Linked DNA regions of Mus musculus: all the other regions are linked to region 2. A link is a contact called in public Hi-C and promoter capture Hi-C data. All regions are on one chromosome and are shown on one strand. The core of a region is the stretch at or near the end of the contact, and the rest is flanking DNA. Distances in the headings are between cores, read along the strand shown.

Region 1 (3,107 bases), core at 362-2,861, 2.0 Mb after region 2:
CTTTCTTTCTTTTTTTTGAGTCAGGGTCTCTTAATGTAGCCCTGAGTGTTCTGGAACTCACTCTGTAGATCAGGCTGGCCTCAAACTTAACAGAGATCTGTCTGTCTGCCTCCTGAGTGCTGGGATTACAGATGTGTGCCTTCATGCCTGATGAGGTCCTCTGAATTTACTGATTTTTTTTTAATTCCCCGGTCAGAGAAGCTGCAATACAAATTCTGGATGTGTCTCTCCAGAGTGCAGCTCCCTGGGGAGGTGGATCCTCTCTAGCTTCTAAAGTTCTTTGGACCTGACTGCTGAGGTACCTGCTAGAGCAGTGATTCTCAATGAGTGGGTCATAACACCTTTGGCAAACTCCTATATTCACATGACTATTCATAACAGTTGCAAAATTACAGTTGTGAAGTAGCAAGAAAATTATTTTTTAAAGATTTGTTCATTTATTTTATGTATATGAGTACACTGTAGCTGTCTTCAGACATACCAGATCCCATTACAGATGGTTGTGAGCCACCATGTGGTTGCTGAGTACTGAATTCAGGACCTCTGGAAGAGTAGTTGGTTATTTTTTTTTTAAAGATTTATTTATTTATTATATGTAAGTAAACTGCAGCTATCTTCAGACACACCAGAAGAAGGCATCAGATCCCATTATGGATGGTTGTGAGCCACCCTGTGGTTGCTGGGCATTGAACTCGGGACTTTGGAAGAGCAATCAGTGCTCTTAACTGCTGAGCCATCTCTCCAGCCCTGATTTACTTATTTTTTTTTCTTTTTCCATTTTTTTTTTTTTTTGGTTTTGTTTTGTTTTGTTTTTCGAGACAGGGTTTCTCTGTATAGCCCTGGCTGTCCTGGAACTCACTTTGTAGACCAGGCTGGCCTCGAACTCAGAAATCCGCCTGCCTTAAAGGCGTGCTCCACCACGCCTGGCTTCCAATTTTTTGTTAGGTATTTTCTTCATTTACATTTCAAATGCTATCCCGAAAGTCTCCTATACCCTCCCCCCAGATTTACTTATTTTTAAGAAGAGCAAATAAAGACTGAGGCTGTCTTTTTTTTTTTTTTTTTTTTTTTTAATTAATTATATGTAAGTACACTGTAGCTGTCTTCAGACACACCTGAAGAGGGCATCAGATCTCATTACGGGTGGTTGTGAGCCACCATGTGGTTGCTGGGATTTGAACTTCAGACCTTCGGAAGAGCAGTTGGGTGCTCTTACCCACTGAACCATCTCACCAGCCCCTGAGGCTGTCTTTTAATGTCATTTAATGCATATGAGTACACTGTAGCTGTCTTCGGACACACCAGAAGAGGGCATTAGATCCCATTTTTGTTGCTACTTCATAACTGTAATTTTGATACTCTTATGATTCTAAAATGAGTTCCTGAAGCGGACCTTCTTCATAGCTTAAGTTGTTGGGGTTGCGTGTTTGTGGCTAGGCGAGCAGGACCCAACTACTAGAGAGAGATGATTTTTCCAGGCCAAAATCCAGGCAGGTAGCCAGCAATGTCCGGCGCTTTTAGAGGCTGGGGAGAATTAGCAGCTGGGCGGGTCGAGCTGATGGGAGGGGCGGGGCGAGCTGATGGACAAGGCGAAGTGTTGCCGGGGAAGTTAGTAGGACAAGGCGGAACCTAAGGGTGCTTCCTGGCTGTCGCCTAATTATGGCGGCCGTTTGTTCTGGCAATGCAGTCCCCGTGTGGCTGAGCGAGGACGACCTGAGCTGCATTATCTGCCAAGGGCTACTAGACCAGCCCACCACGCTGCCCTGTGGCCACAGCTTCTGTCTCCGGTGCCTCCATGACCTGTGGGTCTCGAAGCGTGGGGCCGTGGATGGCTGCCCTTGGGCTTGCCCCATATGTCGGAAGGGTCCCTTGACAAAGCCCAAGCTGCACAAGAACCCGCTGCTGCAAGACCTGGTGGACAAGTACCTCCAAGCGGCGCGGGAGGTCGAGGCTGGCTCGGAGCCTGAACCCGCCCCCGCGCCGCGTTCTGCGCCCCAGGTAGGAAGCCTGCACCGGACTTCCAGATCTCTTTTTCTGCCACAAAATTTGCTCAGTCTAATCTGTTTTCTGGAGAACCTTAAAAAGTTTATAGCTGTATAAAGAAATACAAAAGCCCAATGTGGTGGCCCCATGCCTGCAATTCCCCGTTTTGGAGTGGCTTGCCCCACAGGGCCAGAGTTACATAGTAAGATCCCATCACAAACAGTTAAAAATCCAAGTCCCATCCACCCGAGGTGTGGTGCACACTTGTATAGTTTTAGTTTTTCCCAGCCTTCTGTGATGTCTGGAGATTCTTAGTGTGGTAGAATGTATGTGCCACAAAAATTGCCATTTTCCCCCTTAACTCAATTGGCCTATTTGTATATTTATTGAGACAGGGTCTAACTAGACTAGACTAGGATGGCATTGAACCTGGGGTGACTCCCTCGGCTTTCCAAGTCTGGGATTACAGGTGTGGGCCACTTGAACTCAAAACTTTGCCTGCTTCTGCTTTTCAAGAGCTGGGATCAAACACAGGTGCCACGACTGGCCATCTGAACAATTTTTTAGTGTACAGTTCGATGGCATCTCTCTTATTTCCAATACTGTGCTTCTGTCACCGCTGTTGCCAAGGTAATTTCATCAACTTAAAAAAGACCTCTGTACCCACTCACTAAGCAATAACACCTGATTCCTGTCCCTCCAGCCTCTCTGTATCTCATCTCTCATAAGCTTTATGTCTGAGTTTACCTGTTATATTAGGTCAGAAAGCGACGCACTGAGACCACCACTCCCATTCAAAGGCAAGAGTGTTTTTTGTTTGAAGAAAGCAAGAACCCTGCATGCAGGGGCCAGCCACTTATAAAAATGGTGACCCCAGACAAAGGGGCACAAGGCATCCATGGGAAACTAGAGGAATTTTATCAAACATTAGGTAATCTAAAACTTCATTAGTGGGTGCTGGGGAAGTTACATGGGTTGGTTTCTGATTAGCTGCTATGTTAGATTTACTATACTTGGGGAGGCCTTGAGGAAATCCCAGGAGATGACTCAGCTCTGAGCTTCCAGAGCCATTGATTATTAACAGCCCATTGTCTCAATCTGCTTCCCTGGGAAACTGAAACTTT
Region 2 (3,021 bases), core at 85-2,584:
GTCTGGTGAGTACTTCCCCCATAGACAAAACACTTTTCAGTAAGCATTCTCTCAAACTTCCTTTGAGTAGCGTCAGAATTTGATCAATTAAGTGTCTTTCAGGCTGGAGAGATGGCTCATCTGTTGAGAACACTGACTGTTCTTCCAGAGGTCCTGAGTTCAATTCCCAGCAACCACACGGTGGCTCACAAATGTCTGTAGTGGGATCCGATGCCCCCTTCTAGTGAGTGTATCTGAAGACTGCTGCAGTGTACTCATGTAAATAAAAAAACAAATAAATCTTAAAAAAAAAAGTGTGTTTCATAACACTATTCGAAGGCCATCACTCCCCAATTGGACATCTTAATCAACACTCTCCTGTGTTCCAACAAGTCCCCTATCACTTGGAACCAAGATAAGCAACATCTCTTTGAAGTCAACTTTCAAACACTGACTAAATAACCTCACACTTCCACCGCACCAGCTCCTTCAACAATTGTGTTTTATAAGGGAAGCTACGTTAAGAACTCCTAATGCCCTACTACATGCTACTGGGTCCAGGGTCCCTACTGACTTGTTTCTCCTGGGCGCACTCTTCCGAGGATATTTTGGCTGCCTCCGGAGCCGCAGGGTCTTGGGCCGCCGGAAGGTGGGTGACGTTCGGATCTTCTTCTTTTTGTGGCTGTGGACGCCTTTCAGCACCGCCTTCTTAGCTTTCAAGGCCTTCGCTTTGGCTTCGGCTTTGGGAGGGGCAGGAGCTGGGAGAGGACAATTAAAATTAAGTGTGGCATTCGTAAAGTGACCCCTTCCGGCCGTCCTGCCAGCATGTGCATCAGTGGTTCCTTTGAAGACATCACAGGTCTCAGGAGACTTCAGATTTTTTCCATCATATGCACGATACCACAGGCAAAGATAATTAACCCGTTGTACCATCACGTGGGTGCGTATAACCCCATTTAACGTGGGGAAAGGGCGAATAAGGACTACTTTTAATCCCTTATAGGTCTGGAGACCCGGAGCGCCACCCTGTGGATGTTAAGGAGCTTCCCAAAGTCAAATGCTTGGCCATCAGTGGCGGCCGCTGCCGGCCCGGTGGCTTTGCCAATCCCCTGCACTGGAACCAGCCCATGCGGCTTGGCCCACGCGGTCCTCATACCCCGCAGCGGGGCCTAGTCGCGACAGTAGCCACAGAACAAGCCCCCCATGGCTTAGCCGGGCATTCTTCTTCCCCGCGAGTTCGCTCTGCGGGTATCCAAGACCGACCTGACAGATTCCCATACCGCAACATACCTTCCTTCTTCGCTTTCGGCGCCATCTTGGCTGAAAAGGATGGCCCAGCCCAATTCCCATGAGCTTATAGAATGGAGGCTCATAAAAGTCTCGCGATAGCTTATATATAGCACTGATTGGATGAACTGTAATATGAGGCTTCTTGGGAATTGTAGTTCCATTTAATTCCCTAGAGTGGGAGACCAAGCATGCGCCACCTTTCCCTTTGAAAGGGCTTCTTGGGAAATGTGGCGTTTTTTGGTTTGGTTTAGTTTGGTTTTCCGACACAGGGTTTCTCTGGGGGAATTGTAGGTTTTGGCTTTTTGTTTTTGTTTTTTTCTAAAGATTTATTTACTTTATGTATATGAGTACACTGTAGCTGTACAGATGGTTGAGTCTTCATGTGATTGTCAGGAATTAATTTTTTTGTTGTTTGTTTTCTTGTTTTTCGAGACAAGGTTTTTCTGTGTAGATTGGCTGTCTTGGAACTCACTCTGTAAACCAGGCTGACCTCAAACTCAAATCTGCCTGCCTCTGCCTCTGCCTGCGGAGTGCTGGGGTTAAAGGCGTGCGCCACCACTGCCCAGCATGAATTGAATTTTTGGGAACTCTGCTCACTCCAGTCGGCCCCGTTTGCTCTCTGGTCCAAAGATTTATTTTATTTATTATTATACTTAAGTACACTGTAGCTGTCTTCATTTGTTCCAGAAGAAGGTGCCAGGTCTCATTACCGGTGAGCTATCATGTGATTGCTGGGATTTAAACTAATGACCTTCAGAAGATCAGCCAGTGTTCTTACCCTAGGGTCCCTAGGTTTTGGTTTGGTTTTGTTCTGTTCTGTTTTGTTTCGTTTTGAGTTGTTCTTTTCGAGAGAGGGTTTCTCTTTCTCTAGTTCTGGCTGTCCTGGAACTCACTCTGTAGAGGAGGCTGGCTTTGAACTCACCAAGATCTACATACTTCTGACTGCTGAGTGCTTGGATTAAAAGGCCTGTGCCAACACTACGTGGCCTGAGTTGTAGGTTTTTTTTGTTGGTTTGTTTGTTTGTTTTTTGTTTGTTTTTTGAGACAGGGTTTCCCTTTATAGCTCTGACTGTCCTGGAGCTCATTTTGTAGACCAGGCTGGCCTCGAACTCAGAAATCCGCCTGCCTCTGCCTCCCGAGTGCTGGGATTAAAGGCGTGCGCCACCACGTCCGGCTTGAGTTGTAGTTTTTAAAAGAAAAATGTTTATTCCCCTAGGTCTAAAACAGTGGGTGGTTATAGCATCTGGTAGCTGTGTTAAGGTCCTTAAAATTTCAGTTCGTGAGCAATTTCTAGTCTTAGGGAAGAAGTTTGCAGTGTCAGAAGCCTATAACAGTACCAACTGGGAAGAATACAGTTTAAGGGATTAGAAGGACTAGAAGGACGGTCAACACTTAAGATCATGTAGTTCGGGCTGGTGAGATGGCTCAGTGGGTAAGAGCACCCGACTGCTCTTCGGAAGGTCCAGAGTTCAAATCTCAGCAACCACATGGTGGCTCACAACAATCCGTAACAAGATCTGACTCCCTCTTCTGGTGTGTCTGAAGACAGCTACAGTGTACTTACATAAAATAATAAATAAATCTTTAAAAAAAAAAAAAAAGATCATGTAGTTCTCTTTCAGAGGACCTGGTTGGATTCCCAGAAGTCATATCTCTGTGGACACCTGTACTTATGTGCACATACCCGTACACAAACTTATTATAAAGGATTTTTAACAGAGGCAGGCAGATTTCTGAATTCGAGGCCAGCCT
Region 3 (2,987 bases), core at 207-2,706, 2.7 Mb before region 2:
AAGACTATTATCATCACGTGCAGGTTGGTGTGGGCCTCTTGGGTGGAAATATTATAGAGCAGGCATTGCAGGCCAGGACCTGGATTGGTGGCTTGAGCGCTTACCCTGTCCCTGTCCCCCCCACCCCAGCTTCACACCAGGCTCCTGCACACTGACAGCCTACAAGCTGACACCCAGTGGGTATGAGTGGGGCCGGCAGAACACAGACAAAGGCAACAACCCCAAAGGCTACCTACCCTCGCACTACGAGAGGGTTCAGATGCTCCTGTCTGACCGATTCCTCGGCTTCTTCATGGTCCCCGCCCAGTCCTCCTGGAACTACAACTTTATGGGTACGTGGTTGTGTGTGCCTAGGAAGTGTGGGGTAGAGACAGGTGACCAGCATGCTTGGTCATCTTGTCATCTTGAGGTCTGGCTGCCTTGGAAACGGTCCAGGGGCCCAGGCTGGGTGAGGCAGGCAGAACCTTATTAACTTCTGATGTTTCCCCTCCCATTAGGTGTTCGACATGATCCCAACATGAAATACGAGCTGCAGCTGGCAAACCCCAAGGAATTCTACCATGAGGTCCACAGGCCCTCCCACTTCCTCAACTTCGCCCTTCTGCAGGAGGGTGAGGTCTACTCTGCAGACAGAGAGGACCTCTATGCCTAGTTACTTCCTTCTGCTTCAGATCCCCAAAGCCTGGAGCCTCTTGAACGCCCTCCCCAGACAAGCTGCTGACATTCAGCAGTCAGCCCCTTTGCGTTCTGTGCTTGTGTTGTTGATAGATTGTAATCCTGAACAAAATGTAATAAATTTTATAAATAGTGCTTTTGTTTTCTTGCTGTTATGAGGTCAAATTCTGGGCATAGGCGTTTGAGGATTGGGGACTAGCTTGGGCAGTTGACAGCAAGGTACTGGGCCCTGCCTTCAGAGCCTTGAGGCCTTCTCCGCTGGAGGCTTAGAGGCTCCCTAGACTCAGGGAGCTGAGTTGGGGCTGGCTTATTACTTTGAGCATATTTGCTGGTTTCTCTGTAAAAGTACTTGGAGTCTACCTATTTTCAACATCACTTCTTGGACTGTGTGGTCCTCCTATAGCTGTAGTGCCCGGTCTCGTTCATTTTTGTAAACTGTGTGGTTCCTAGTGGGGGAACATACTTAAGTGACTGTCCCTGCAGTCCAGTAGAGGCTGTTTGCTGACCTTCAGTCTTTCACCTCTTGGCAGCCAAGTCCAGGGGTGGAGCCCGGGTCAGGCGCTATGGGGAGGGCTTGCCTGAAGTGACCACTTACAGCTCTAGTCCTCAACTCTTGGATACCTGCCTGGAAGTTGGCCGACCTGTATCCAGTGACCTTGTAGGGCACAGGGAGCCCAGAGCACTCTCCCACTCCAGGGCCTTTTTCCCTATTTGTTCCTCCCGGGTTGCTTCTACCCCGCCCCTTATGGCCCTAAACTTCCTGGGCCGGAACTGTTAAGCTTTTTCCTGCACCAGTTAAGGGTGTGGGTGGCTTTTGACCTTAAGAGAGGAAAAAATGGAGCCCAGGAGGGCAGCGCCCAGGCTACCCAGTCAGGCCTCTTCTTCAGTGGGCGCAGGGTCAGCCGCCGAGCTCGTGTACCATCTAGCGGGGGCTCTGGGCACTGAGCTACAGGGGCTGGCACGCCGCTTCGGACCCGACGCGGCGGCTGGGCTGGTGCCACTAGTCGTGCGGGCGCTGGAGCTCTTGGAAAAGGCCGCCGTGGGGCCGGCTCCGGACTCGGTGAGTCACCGGCTCCTCCTTTTACCCCTGAGAGCCGGCAGGCCTAACCCTGAGACCCCTGGCTCCCCCAGCTGCAGGTGTCCGCACAGCAGGCAGAAGTGGAGCTGCGGCGGCTGCGCGAGGAGAACCAACGCCTCCGCCAGGAGCTAGGCTCCGGGCCGCAGGGTGAGTGAGGGTCCCACCGGAGCAGAGCGAGCTGGGGGCAGCCGGGGCCTGCGTACCCCAGAGATCGGTAGTGCTAAAGACACCCCTTCCTCAGAGGAGCGCGCGCTGCTCCGACAGCTCAAGGAGGTGACAGACAGACAGCGGGATGAGCTTCGGGCACACAACCGAGATCTGCAGCGCCGAAGCCAAGAGACCGAAGCGGTGAGGGCGGGGCCAGGCGGAGTGGGGTGGGGCCGCTACGGCCCTCGGAGCCCCGCCCCTAGCTCTCTCGCTCCACCCCCTAGCTGCAGGAACAGCTACAGCGCCTCCTGCTGATCAACTCTGAGCTGCGGCACAAGCTGGCTGCAGTGCAGACCCAGTTGAGGGCCGCCCAGGACCGGGAGAGGGAGCGCCAGATAGCTCAGGATGGCTCCAGCCAGCTGGCTAAAGAACAGAGCTTGGAACCTGATGCGGCAACCTCAGATGACCCGGTAAGAGACGGAGCGAAGTCAAAATACATCCCAGAGCTCACAGCATTCAGCAGTTGATGACCCAGCCTGGGTTTACCTGGCATGGATGTACCATGCAGTATAGAAGGTACCCAGGAAGTTGGAAGGTAGCAACAGCAGTTGTGTGCTATGTACACCTATGTAGCAGCAACTTTGTCCTCTAAGTTTTCCCAGCAGACACTTCCCATAATATTATTGTGAGCGCTGGGACTTAGGGAAGAGCTAAGACAGACTGCTCTCTGACCATTCCTGACCTTGTACAGGTGGATACTCAGAAGCAGCCAGGGAACCTTCCAGAAGCTGTCCAGTGTGGATTCAGCAGGGAAGAGCTTAAGCAAATCCTTCAGGAGCGGAATGAGCTCAAAGCCAACGTGTTCTTGCTCAAGGAGGAGTTGGCGTACTTCCAGCGGTGAGGGACTGGAAGCCAGGATGCCTGTTCCTGGTCACCCCACCTTATTTTTTGGATCGTTTATAGATCAGCAGTGACAATTGCCAGGGTCCTGCTCAGGCACTGGGAAGAAGTAACTTCCACAGTCCTTGCCCTTCTGGAACCTCACTCAAACAGGGCAGCACCAGGGGTCACCAAACTGAAGCAGCAA
Region 4 (3,224 bases), core at 388-2,887, 2.8 Mb before region 2:
CTCCAAATGCATGGATTTGGGCTAGTTACTTTGCCAACCAACTCAGTAACAACTGAGCTGAACAGGAACACTGTGGTAGCAAAAGAAACTGGAACTATCAATGGCCTCTAGAGCAAAAATATATTTAAAAAGAAAAAAACAAACAAGGCCTGGCAAGGAGACTGTGAGAAGAGTGTGCTGACTGAAATTGACTAGTTCAGCCAACAAAAGACTATTCCAGGGCTGGTGAGATGGCTCAGTGGGTAAGAGCACCCGACTGCTCTTCCGAAGGTCAGGAGTTCAAATCCCAGCAACCACATGGTGGCTCACAACCATCCGTAACAAGATCTGACTCCCTCTTCTGGAGTGTATGAAGACAGCTACAGTGTACTTACATATAATCAATAAATAAATCTTTAAAAAAAAAAAAGACTATTCCAGTGGGGATGGAAAAGTTAAGTGTGGAGTTAAAATATACTTCAACTGGTGATGGACTAGGTGTCCAGAGTCGGGCAAAAGGATGCTCTGTGGTAGAGGTGCCTGCTGTGTAAGCCCAGCTACCTGAGCTCAATCCACAGAATCCACAGCGGAGTGGGAAGAGAAACAACGTCCCAGAGTTGTCCTCTGGCATCCGACGCACATTCGCCATCCCCAAGATGTCATACATATGTGTACATACTACACACTGGCGCACGCGCACACACACTCTTTTTTAAAATTCAGACTTAGAGGGACATAAAGGATTTGCTCTGATATATGTTCAATTGAAAATGACTTTGAAGATAGAGGGCAGATCGAAGGAAGCTCAGCAGGAAAGAATTAATAACATGCAGGTGAAGGGCTATAAACTAGTCTGCAGAGGGCCTTGGCTCGACAAAAAAATCTATGGGGTTTGCCGGTAAAATAAGGAAAAAGTTGTCAACATGAAACACAGAACACTAGCAAGAGAGGAGTGTTAGCAGAAAGAAGCCAACAAGCTCAAACAATTAGGTCGGCTGAAAAATTTTAAAATGTCTTCTGATTTGGCTACTGGGAAGCCACTGGTGACTTCGGTCAGCGTTTTCTCTCTCGTGACCAGAGAGATGTCTAGTAGCAATAATGAGTTAGGAGGATGTAAAAGAAGTAAAACAGCCGAAAACAAGTCCAAAAAGTTTGGGGTGATGGAGAAAGGGAGGAAACAGAGGCCGCCGAAGATAGACAGCGGCATGTTTATTTGTCTTGTTTTCTTAGATGTAAACAAACTAAAAAAACTCGTGAGTTCTTCTGCCAGTACCGGGTTGCCTCCAGCATCCTCTGATGGTCTTAGAGACCCCGGGATGCTCCCCCGCGGCCGTATAATTTCCTCCCTGACGCTCTCCCGATCGACAGCGGCTCCCTCCCCGGGTCCTCTTTGCACCGCTCCAAGGCCGCGCTGCTAGGGCCATCGAGCCCGCTCAGGGTCGTCTCCTTACCTCGATGGCCCCCTCGCTCAGGTGTCCCACCATGGCTGCACCGCTAACTCCCGCGCTCGCGCTCTTGCACCGCCTGAGCTTCTCTGCCGGGGTCCCGCGGGCTGCTCAACGATTGGCTAGAGCAACTGTGCGTGCCGATCCGCCCCCAGCGTGAGCGCGGTGCGAGGGGCGGGCCTAGACGCCGATAGCCACCGCATTGGCTACCGCGCGGCAGGCAGAGCACGTGACTCTTCCGAGGCCGGGTTCGAGGCCTAGTGGCGGGATGGCGGGACGTGAGGGCGGGGCGCTGGGTCGCAGTGCGCCTGTGTCAGCGCGGTGCTACTGAGTTGTTCCCCCGCCAGCTGTCGGAACTTTGCCCGCCCAGTCCTTTGGCGGACAGACAGAATGGCAACCCAGGGAACAGTCGGAGCTCTCCCCTGGTAACTGCTGCTAAATATAGTCAAAGCAGTGACCTGGGTACTTCTTCACGCAGTGCGTGCCCGGCGCCGGTGCCAGGCCCAGAGCTTGGCACTGTGGGATAAACAAGGTAAATCAGACTCAGTCTCCGCCCTCTTGAGTTCCACCTGAGAGTTGTGGCCGCAAGGAACCCAGCCTCAAGGATGGTAGACGCGATATGGGCCACACATGTGGAGCTCCAGAGTGGGGGTCAAAAATCAATCAGGCTTTCGAGAGGCGATGCGGTTTGAACTGAGTTAAAGTGTGTGTAGAAATTTGTCAGGTGGATTCCAGTGAGGATAGTGATGTTCCTAAAAGCCCAAATGGCCTATGCAAAAGTATTGGAGAGCCTGGCGTGCTGGCTGGCTCTGATCTGTTTGTAATCCCAGCCTTTGGGATGTAGAAGCAGCAAAAGTTCAAGGTCACCCTTAACACCGTTGAGTTCGAGGTCAACCTGAACTAAATGAGACCCTGAAAAATCAAAATTTGGGACCCAGGCGTGGTGGCATTCGAGGTAAAAGCAGGCAGATCTCTGAGTTCGAAGCCAGCCAGGCTAACATAAGATCCGGTCTCAAAAAAAAAAAGTAATAAAAATAAAAAGGGAGAGAGGCTATATGAACTGAAAGAAAGACCTGGAGATCAAAACAGAAAACTGAGCCGTCTAAGAAATGAAAATATTTAACTTCATAGTTGCTGGAGTAAGAAGTCTGGAAAACTTTGGGCAACTAAGGTAAACAGGTCTAGAAAGACTGGAATAGTAGCCATCTACTGGTATTTTGATCTCTGTTTGTACAACCACAACCTACTATAGTTTCTCAAACAGTTCCAAAGAATATGTCTGGGTGAATTGGTACCACACCACAGATTAACTCTCCTTCAGCATATCAACAGCTATAGAAAACCCCAGAAGAAATGATTTTGGTTGCGTGTCACTTGGTAGGATGAAATCTCGATTTTCTAGAACTATGCATTAATAGAAAGCTGAATCTTCATGTTCTGACTTTACAGAGCTGCGGCAGCATGGATCTACCGGTGGATGAATGGAAGTCCTACCTACTTAAGAAGTGGGCTTCACTCCCGAAGTCTGTGCAGGACACAATTTCTACAGCAGAGACTTTGAGCGACATCTTCCTTCCTTCTTCTTCCCTTCTTCAGTAAGTGAATGGAAACTTCAGGGAAATTTTGGTCTGGAAAATGTTCTGCCTTGTCATTTGGTCTGAATATCTCTTTTTTATAGGAGAGAGTAGCTTTATATTTTTTATAGTATGGGGCATTTAGCAGTTACTGTTGGTTTTCACGTTTCTCCCTAGTCTGTGATTATAGAATGGGTAGGCATAACTGCTTTCCTCTTTTGGTATG

What was found. Promoter capture Hi-C pulls out the DNA fragments that hold promoters and counts their contacts. A called contact is a pair of places that touch in the nucleus more often than the background predicts.
Region 1: a contact with region 2 is called in a Hi-C map of B cells, with 5 read pairs. The contact joins the promoter of Rnf135 here to the promoter of Rpl23a in region 2. A contact is called at or near these places in 1 of 484 Hi-C or Micro-C datasets (B cells) and 1 of 115 datasets of contacts at active chromatin or transcription factors (microglia).
Region 3: a contact with region 2 is called in a promoter capture Hi-C map of liver, with 4 times the contacts expected there. The contact joins the promoter of Rilp here to the promoter of Rpl23a in region 2. A contact is called at or near these places in 1 of 39 promoter capture datasets (liver) and 1 of 9 other capture datasets (adipose tissue).
Region 4: a promoter capture Hi-C map of liver shows a contact between it and region 2, with 2.8 times the contacts expected there. The contact joins the promoter of Smyd4 here to the promoter of Rpl23a in region 2. A contact is called at or near these places in 2 of 39 promoter capture datasets (liver and pre-B cells).

Annotation. Positions count from the first base shown.
Region 1 is chr11:80,182,258-80,185,364 of GRCm38.p6, forward strand. Rnf135 (ring finger protein 135) reads left to right here and starts at 1,612. Exons shown (of 5, transcript NM_028019.4): 1 at 1,612-1,998. The coding sequence starts at 1,660.
Region 2 is chr11:78,182,250-78,185,270 of GRCm38.p6, forward strand. It overlaps Rpl23a (ribosomal protein L23A), which reads right to left and starts at 1,335. Exons shown (of 5, transcript NM_207523.2): 1 at 1,270-1,335; 2 at 554-737. The coding sequence starts at 1,294. Snord42b (small nucleolar RNA, C/D box 42B) reads right to left here and starts at 864; the gene lies at 810-864.
Region 3 is chr11:75,508,638-75,511,624 of GRCm38.p6, forward strand. It overlaps Rilp (Rab interacting lysosomal protein), which reads left to right and starts at 1,457. Exons shown (of 8, transcript NM_001029938.2): 1 at 1,457-1,735; 2 at 1,807-1,900; 3 at 1,995-2,101; 4 at 2,185-2,370; 5 at 2,652-2,797. The coding sequence starts at 1,511. It overlaps Prpf8 (pre-mRNA processing factor 8), which reads left to right. Exons shown (of 42, transcript NM_138659.2): 40 at 1-23; 41 at 130-332; 42 at 498-810. The coding sequence ends at 652.
Region 4 is chr11:75,346,796-75,350,019 of GRCm38.p6, forward strand. It overlaps Smyd4 (SET and MYND domain containing 4), which reads left to right and starts at 1,638. Exons shown (of 11, transcript NM_001102611.1): 1 at 1,638-1,956; 2 at 2,874-3,019. The coding sequence starts at 2,886. Rpa1 (replication protein A1) reads right to left here and starts at 1,588. Exons shown (of 17, transcript NM_026653.2): 1 at 1,431-1,588. The coding sequence starts at 1,463.